2 separate regions of the Zea mays genome follow, and region 1 is linked to region 2. The links are chromatin contacts, called in public Hi-C maps. All regions are on one chromosome and are shown on one strand. Each heading gives the region's core, a stretch centred on a gene start, on an enhancer-like site or on the middle of the called end of the contact. The rest is flanking DNA. Distances are from core to core; before and after follow the strand shown.

The links. Hi-C and Micro-C count contacts between places; a contact is called where the count stands out from the background.
Region 1: a contact with region 2 is called in a Hi-C map of bundle sheath, with 2.0 times the contacts expected there. The contact joins the promoter of LOC100381712 here to the promoter of LOC100282701 in region 2. A contact is called at or near these places in 2 of 25 Hi-C or Micro-C datasets (bundle sheath and tassel).

Annotation. Positions count from the first base shown.
Region 1 is chr3:202,845,651-202,850,261 of Zm-B73-REFERENCE-NAM-5.0, forward strand. It overlaps LOC100381712, which reads left to right and starts at 2,586. Exons shown (of 6, transcript NM_001361525.1): 1 at 2,586-3,046; 2 at 3,206-3,444; 3 at 3,581-3,776. The coding sequence starts at 2,759.
Region 2 is chr3:202,682,352-202,687,154 of Zm-B73-REFERENCE-NAM-5.0, forward strand. LOC100282701 (anther-specific proline-rich protein APG) reads left to right here and starts at 2,632. Exons shown (of 4, transcript NM_001155608.1): 1 at 2,632-3,071; 2 at 3,578-3,702; 3 at 3,839-4,337; 4 at 4,448-4,803. The coding sequence starts at 2,810. The coding sequence ends at 4,671.

The DNA.
Region 1 (4,611 bases), core at 1,336-3,835, 160 kb after region 2:
TATGTTGTCTTCTTGAGGAGGCGATGAAGATAGAGACGGTTTATGGCATGGCAAGACATATTTACGGCTTCCAACCAAAACTGTTCCGGCGTCTTCTATTCTCCCAACATCGTCCTTGCCATGTCAATGAGCGTCCTGTTCTTCCTCTCCACTACACCATTTTGTTGTGGTGTGTAGGGAGCGAAGAACTCATGCTTGATGCCTCCCTCCTCAAGATATTCCTCCACTTGAAGATTTTTGAACTCAAATCCATTATCGCTTCTTATCTTCTTTACTTTTAGCTCAAACTCATTTTGAGCCCATCTTAGGAAGAGCTTCAGAATTTCTTGGGTTTCAGATTTATCCTGTAAAAAGAATACCCAAGTGAAGCAGGAATAGTCATCAGCAATTACTAGACCATACTTACTTCTATCAATGCTAAGGTAAGCAATGGGCCCAAAGAGATCCATGTGGAGAAGCTCCAATGGTTTTGATGTCATGATCACATTCTTGCTTGAATGACTTGTTCCCACCTATTTTCCCGCTTGACATGCTGCACAAGGTCTGTCTTTCTCAAAATAGACATCAATTAGTCCTAACACATGTTCTCCCTTTAGAAGTTTATGAAGGTTCTTCATTGCAACATGTGCTAGACGGCGATGCCAAAGCTAGCCCATGTTGGTCTTAGCAAGTAAACATGTATCTAGATCGTTATTTTCTTTAGTAAAATCTACTAAATAAAGTTTGCCATCAGATACAAGCCAATACACCAGGGGCTCACCGGACTATCCGGTAGCGCACCGGACTGTCCGGTGTGAATTATAGCGAACATGCCATCTTCGGGGTTTTTGGAGAATGGATCACCAGAAAGTTCGATGCCGCACCGGACCATATGACAAGGGACCAACGGCTACCTGCAAATTCAGAACGGTCATTTGCCAGTGCCACTGTTCACTATTCAGTGGCGCACTAGATATGTACTGTTCACGGTCCCGTGCACCACCCGACTATGTAGATTTTCCAACTTTTCACCAACGACCATTTTGGTTGTTGGGGGCTATAAATATCCCCTATCCAGCACATTGAATACACAAGAGCTACACCAAAGTGATACACATCAAGTGCAATAACTCCTACACCTCCAAAGTCACACAAGCTCGCATTCGATCGATTTGAGAGATTAGAGACTTAGCCCTTGTGCTATTGAGTGTTGCAACCTCTTGTGTTCTTGATTTGAGCTTTTGCATTCTCACTCGCATTCTCATTCTCTTGATTGTAAAGCGAGACAAGAGACTCTCAATACTTTGTATAGAAATCCTTGCGGGACTTAGTGTCACTGTGATAGTGAAGCAAGCTCAACCGATCTCTGTGACCATTTGAGAGAGGGAAATAGTTGAAAGAAACTTGTCCTTAGTGGACTCCTCAATGGGGATGTAAACTCTTTGGAGTTGAACCTCGGGAAACAAATCGCTGTAACTTTGTGTTGATCACTCTTGGCGATTTGATTCTTCCTCTCCCTCTCTCTAGTTCTCTTGCTTGTAATTATTTTAAGTTGGGTCCCAAAATTATCCGCATTGATTAAGCAACTCATAGCAAGAACTTATCTACTGCACTCCGATTTCATTAATATTCGTTCTAACCCTAACATCGGGAAAATTTTGTGTTCAAAGTTTATAATTTTCAGGTTTCGGCTATTCACCCCTTAAGGCGACTCTCAGCTATATATACCCCTTTGCTAGTCATTTGAGAGGTGTGGGGTTTGAGGAACATATTTAGTGAGTTAAGACTCATTCATATTAGCACTAGATATCTAAGTGCTTAAAGAATCACTCGGTTATTAGTATATGTACTTTGTGGATTTCCTATGTTAGTTAGACCACTACTTATACTGCTTGCTCTAGGTTTAGGTCTAGTATTTAGTGAGGTTTGCATACGTTAAATCAAGGTCTCGACCAAATCAAATATATAAATCAAATATACATGGAACCTCTCTAAATTCTCATGTCTCCTTGCATATTTACTATTAGTTCTGGGTCTTGTAATGTATCCCGTAAATTGAGTGTCGAAATAATCCTCGACAACGATATTCTATTTTTTTACATAGAGTCAATTAAAGAAAGATGAATTGATCACTATTTAGTTTTTTTATTGAATGACCACCGTATATGTACACTGTAACATTAAATTTCTAGAATTACTCGACAAGTGCCACACGATATTTTTTCTTTTCTTTTATTATTAGTCTCTCCTTTTGAAAATCTTACAATGCGTGAGATATTCCACCAGATACCGAAACAAAGTCAACCTACTATTCAAAACCATGCATTCCATCAAGAGAGAACAAGCCACCTTTCAAACATACACAGCATGACAACATTGAAAGCGTGCTTTGAAATATGTGGCTAAGCATGACAACGTTGAAAGTCATTAACAACAGCAAATCGCCGAGCAAGATGTCCCTTACATAAAACTAATCGCACCACGAAATTAAGAAGAGAAATGAATAAATGTAGAAAAAGAAAAGCCAGTCAAACCCAACCACCTCAGCTCAGCATCGAGGTCGCCTTCCCCTCCTCCAGTTGTCCCCAGAAACCGTGTCCCCTACTCTCTCTCTCTCTCTCTATCTCTCTTCTCCCCTCGATCAACAGCAACAGCGGCGGTCAGAAGCTTCCGTCGCGACAGCTCCCGACCTCCTGCCGGTCTTCCCCTCTCCTAGTCGGCGCGAATCCCGAGGCGGAGGAGGAAGAGGGGAGCGGAGTGGGGGTGGGCCCCATCAGCCATGAGTCTCACGGGGTCCGCCCTGGAGGCGGCGCTACAGGCGGTGGGGCGCGGCCTCGACGCAGCTGGAGACCACCGGCTGCTCTACTGCAAGGGAGGTGGAAGGCTCGTCGCGCTCGAGGAGGACCGTGCGCGGGACCTCCCGCTCCCCGACGGCGGCGTCCTCCCGAGCGTGCCCCCCGATGTCGAGGTCGAGCAGTGCCGCAGAGACCCCGAGCGCATCCGCCCCTTCCCCTCTGGCCCAAGCTCTGCCGCAGCGGATGGGCCCTTTGTCTGCAGCTTCGATAAGGTGAGCTCGGTTGCTTCGTCCCGACTGGAAACTTCCCATCCGATGGTGTGCCGCGTTCTGTTCTGTTTGCTCTGCACTTGTGATGCGAATCCTAGTCGATATCCTATGCTCCGCGGCCGTTTACTTCGTGTTATGTGACTCTGGTGCCCTTGTTGACAGATGGCTGAGTATTTCAACAGGAAGTCATGCTTGTCCGAGACAGTACCGCTGGGTTCCTTCAACTCTCTGTTCAGCTTCACCGGTTCATGGAAGAATGATGCTGCGGCTACGAAGGCCCTTGCGATTGATGGCTATTCTCTGCCTCTGTTTCGAGTGAAAATTAGGAGTTCTGAACTGACGCTGCTTGAGAGCGTTAAGCACGCGATCCCAAATGTTTGGGATCCATCAGCATTGGCTAGGTCAGTAGGTAATCTTCTTATTTGATACTGTTATCAGGATCCATTTCTGATCAGTCCCATTCTGTACAACTCTTAGCCTAGTACTTTACACACCCTATTATCTGAAGCCTGAAGGTCTTGTTTCACTTGTCTGCAGCTTTATTGAGAATTACGGTACCCATATTATTATTTCTGTTACGGTTGGTGGTAAGGACGAAGTATACATTAAGCAGCATTCATCGTCCCAATTGTCAGGGTTAGAGTTCAAAAATTATGTGAGGGAAATTGGGAGGGAAAGATTCTCAGATGTGGAAAACAAGTCAAATGCAACTCCTATCAATTACAGCGAGAAGGTTAGCAAACTCCTTACTGCTTTCTTTATCTAAGTTCACTAGAGGTGTTTTGGCTACATTATTTGGTTTGCCTGAATTGTTATACAACTGTTTGTTTACAAAGGATAGTTTGTGCATGATTGATTACTTTTTATGAGCACTTGATGCATCTCTAAAAAATGTGTTAGCTGCTGTAAATAAACAGTCACAATCAGTTTTTTATTGGAAAACTGTGGGGGAGTTCGCCACAACACATCATTTTTTTAATAAAAACAGAGTACAACATATGTACAAAAGAAAAGAAAACTTCGATTACACAAGAGACTAGCCATTGGAAAACAGAAGGGTCACGATCCTCTCTGACTCGATGCATTTGGAGGATGGACTAATCCTTGAATCTCATGGTCCAGAGGTTATGAACTAGCATGATCTCCATAAAAATCCATTCCTGAGCTTCCAGAGCTCCCAGCAGGCTGCCATGGAAATCTCACAAATGTGAGGTTGTCTCACTGCTAAAAGCCTCCCATGCAAGTTCAAGTGTAAATCTAACTGTGTGTTGAGAGTATTCGAGGTTTTGCATCACCGCGTAGCAAAAGGAAAGGCAAAGAAGAGATGATCAATATCTTCCTCCATGGATGTGCTGCACATGACGCAGTTTACATTTAGCTGTACATCAAAGTTGCTTCGCCTGAGCATAGTCCTTGTACTTAGTCTGTCCACAAACATAGGCAAGGCAAAGAATTTAATTCTCAGAACACATTTTGGTTTCCAGATGCATCTGTAAGTATCAGGGACTTGGACATTTGCAAAGAGTAAATTATAAAGCTTGCTGGAGGCGTAATCTGATTTCCTATAT
Region 2 (4,803 bases), core at 1,382-3,881:
GCTCCGACTGCTGTGCCACTCGACAGAGAGAGGCTGACAGCAGCCAAGTCTGGCCTCGGGCGCCATAGGAAGCTCCGCCTCGCCCGACCCCAGGTCTCGGACTCGGCCTCGGCTCCGGAAGACGATGAACTCCGCCTCGCCCGACCCCAGGGCTCGGACTCGACCTCGGCTCCGGAAGACGACGAACTCCGCCTCGCCCGACCCAGGGCTCGGACTCGGCCTCGGTTCCGGAAAACGACAAACTCCGCCCCGCTCGACCCCAGGGCTCGGACTCAGCCTCGGCTCCGGAAGACGACGAACTCCGCCTCGCCCGACCCCCAGGGCTCAGACTCAACCTTGTCCTCAGGCGATGGTCTCCGCCTCGCCCGACCCGGGGCTCGGACTCGACCTCGACCTCGGAAGACAGACTCGACCTCGACCTCGGAGGAGCCACCGCCTCGCCCGACCCAGGGCTCGGACCGACCACGTCACAGGGGGGGCATCATTACCCTATCCCTAGCTAGCTCAGGCTACGGGGAACAAGACCGGCGTCCCATCTGGCTCGCCCCGGTAAACAAATAATGATGGCGCCCCGCGTGCTCCATGACGACGGCGGCCCTCAGCCCCTTACGGAAGCAAGGAGACGTCAGCAAGGACTCGACAGCCCCGACAGCTATCCTTCCGCAAGGCTCCAGCGCTCCTCCGACGGCCACGACATCACATGAACAGGGTGCCAAAACCTCTCTGGCTGCCACGACGGCATGTACTTAGGGCGCTAGCTCCTCTCTGCTAGACACGTTAGCACACTGCTACACCCCCCATTGTACACCTGGATCCTCTCCTTACGCCTATAAAAGGAAGGTCCAGGGCTCTCTTACGGGAGGGTTGGCCGCGCGGGAGGACGGGACGGCGCGTGAAGGCCTCTCGCCCCCTCCCACGCGGACGCTTGTAACCCCCTACTGCAACGCACCCGACCTGGGCGCAGGACAAACACGAAGGCCGCAGGTTTTCCCTTTACGCCTGTCTCCCTCTGGTTTCCCCCCTTCGTGCTCCGTCTCGCGCCGACCCATCTGGGCTGGGGCACGCGGCGACAATTTACTCGTCGGTCCAGTGACCCCCGGGGTCGAAACGCCGACACCTATAATAGTGTTTTATACGATTGTTTGCATAGCGCCGGCTGGAGCAAGACGAATTTAGCTAGGTTTGTCGGGGTCAACCGACTCCGATAAAATTTATAAAACCTTTAGCAAAACACTATTAAAGCTCAAGAAAATTTATATCATATAACAAAGTTAACACTGCTACTGCTGACTTCGATAATATTTTCGGTCAGATTGGCAACTGAAATCACGCGGGGATCCATCCATTGTCCATGCATTAGGCATGGGCGGCAGCGAGAGAGGCGCTTGCACACTTACTGCTGTCTGAACGCTCGCGCGCTAGAACCTGGAAGACTCTCACGCGACGTGCTATACGCTACACGCCTAGTAGACGCATGCACTCGTAGTTGCAGCGAGCTTCGTGTGGTCCATAACTTGTGGCTCGTGACTTGCTAACAACTGTAGCCGTCTACGTACCCGATCACCGTTCTTTTATTTGCACGCGTCGGGAATCCCCCTACGACACGAAGCAATGTACAACCCAGATGCCTTGTTGCGGTTCAGAAAGCACTACGTTCATACAATTTAATATATATAATAATTTCGGTATCTTATTCAATAGAACCAATTAAGAGAACCACGTTAAAGATGTTTTGTCATCAAGATACATACTTATTTTTTTTTTTTTGCAATTATTCGCTTACCTTTAAGATTCGGGTCATATTAATATGGATTCTACCCAACATTAATTATTTATTCACATCGTTTGCGCTAGCTAATAACTGGCGTGACGGATCAGCTCGAAGCCTTCGATGCGAGCCAGCCAGCCAACCAACGCCGGTTAGTTGATCGTGTCCTCGTCGTCACCGCATTGAATGCCACAAACGCTATCGCCAGCCGCTCTTTTGGATCGCGCGGGAGCTTTCCATGCCCGCCGCCCTGCAGGCTGCAGCTGGAAGCCTGGACATTTACTATCAAGTGATCTCTACCAAGACGGTGCAATAAAATCTCCTAGAACAAGAGAGGGAGTCAAATCCGCGTAAACCAATGCAAGGGTGGTGCGCAGGGCCCCGCGGGCAGGCGGTGGCATGAAGTTTCCGTTTGCTTGCATGTGGAGTGTCTCCGGGGCCGGTCCGGACGCCGCGTGCTGGCTGGCCTGTCTTTTCCCGTGACCCCATCCGTTTCCAAGCCACTCCAACCCAGGGAGGGAGCACACGTACGCGCCCCGGAGGGAGTGGCGACAGTACGGATGGCATCCGTGAACAAACAAAATATTGCCATTATTCACCAATCACATGCTAATAATAAGCTCATACAGTCATTCACTGGAACTGGAAGTACACACACCGATCGATCGACATTCTGACCTCCACATGCATGGTAAAACCAACCAACCCCAGTCGACTGTCGTCGCAGACCGGCCGGCAGCTAGATCTCGTCGCTAGGAATCAATCAGCACAACCCCAACCTAACCGTGACTGCTCCTCCAACCATGCACGCGCACATGCAGAGGGTCGCCAATATGAATGCTGATCTAGTGCTTCTAGCAAGTAGGAGTAGTAGCAACCAAGCTACCCTATCTATAAGTACTACGGCTCGAATGTGTCGGCCGACGGCAATCACCATTACATTTGATCCGCCGCGCGCGGCCCGATCGACGAGCGAGAGCCTCATTCACACCCCGATCTAGCTAGCTAGCTAGTTTACGAAAAAAAAATCTGGCCACAGGGATGCGGTGGCGGCTGCAGCCGGCGCCGGCGCCGACGCTGCTCCTCGTCCTGCTGGTGGCCACCGTCGCCGCCGTCGTCGTGGTGGTGCGGGCGGAGCCCCAGGTGCCGTGCTACTTCGTGTTCGGGGACTCGCTCGTGGACAACGGCAACAACAACGACATCGCGTCGCTGGCGCGGGCCAACTACCCGCCCTACGGCATCGACTTCGCCGCCGGCCCCACCGGCCGTTTCAGCAATGGCCTCACCACCGTCGACGCTATATGTAAGCCCATCGTACTGCATATATATATCGATCGAGCTGGGTTTTTTTTTGTTTATTTGTCACAACTCCATCAATATAGCTCCATGCATACGTTGTCATTTTTGCTACCATATAAAGCTTCTAGAATCATAAAGCTGGATGAGATGGGACGAAGCTGAAAACACTAGTTTTTCACGCATCTTCAACTAGGCTTTGTGATCGCTGTGTAGAATTAAGTGTGAAATCACATTTTTTTTTTCTAAAAAAAATACATTGCATACAGAGTTATTTTTGCCAAATGCATGGTTGGACGACAACACGGTTTAGGTTTTTTTAGCCCACCTGTTTAAGGGCTAAAGTTTAGTAACCAAGTCTATGCGAACGAGGTCGAAGCAACATATCCGTCCATTCAGATGTCGTTGTCAATGCCAATGTTAGTTCCATGCATGATGGCGTACGTACGTGCGCGACATGTCCCTTGACGCGCGCGCATCATGTATTGGTGTACTCATGTGTTGTTTTTTCAGCTCGGCTTCTGGGCTTCGACGATTACATCCCCGCGTACGCTGGCGCGAGCGGCGATCAGCTCCTCACCGGCGTCAACTTCGCTTCCGCCGCAGCCGGGATCCGTGACGAGACCGGCCAGCAACTGGTACTCACAATTAAGCATGCATGTGTTTCCATCGTAGTAGTACGTGATCCAAGGCTCCTAGCTAGCTCGTGAGCCGTGAAAGATCAGTAAGCCTACCCTGACGGCTGACGCACACGGACCACGCGCGCCATGGCAGGGGCAACGGATCAGCTTCGGCGGGCAGCTCCAGAACTACCAGGCGGCGGTGCAGCAGCTGGTGAGCATCCTGGGCGACGAGGACTCCGCGGCCAGCCACCTGAGCCAGTGCATCTTCACGGTGGGCATGGGCAGCAACGACTACCTCAACAACTACTTCATGCCGGCGGTCTACTCCACCAGCCAGCAGTACACGCCGGAGCAGTACGCCGACGTGCTCATCAACCAGTACTCGCAGCAGCTCCGGACCCTGTACAGCTACGGGGCCAGGAAGGTGGCGCTCATGGGCGTGGGGCAGGTCGGGTGCAGCCCCAACGAGCTGGCGCAGCGCAGCACCGACGGCACCACCTGCGTGCCGCAGATCAACGGCGCCATCGACATCTTCAACCGGAAGCTCGTCGCCCTCGTCGACCAGTTCAACGCGCTGCCGGGGGCGCACTTCACCTACATAAACGTGTATGGGATCTTCCAGGACATCCTGAGAGCCCCAGGGTCGCACGGTATGTACACACACGTCAGTCACCAAACCCAAATATTAGCTGCCTTGTTCAGTATGACAGTTTATCCCATCCTGATCGATCGAGCTATGTATGGGTTTGTGTTTGTGCAGGTCTGACGGTGACGAACCAAGGGTGCTGCGGCGTCGGACGGAATAACGGGCAGGTGACGTGCTTGCCGTTCCAGACGCCGTGCGCCAACAGGAACGAGTACCTCTTCTGGGACGCTTTCCACCCCACGGAGGCGGCCAACATCCTCGTCGGTCGGAGGGCGTACAGCGCGGCGCTGCCGTCCGACGTCCACCCCATGGATCTGCGCACGCTCGCCAGGATCTAGCTGTATGGATCATGTGAACTCGTGAAGAGAAGCAAAGCTTACAGCGTCTTCCTTTTTTTTGTTCTTTGTTTCCCCTCGTGATTGTATTGCTTACCACTCGCAAAGGGACGTATGGTCCCTCCATCTAAACTA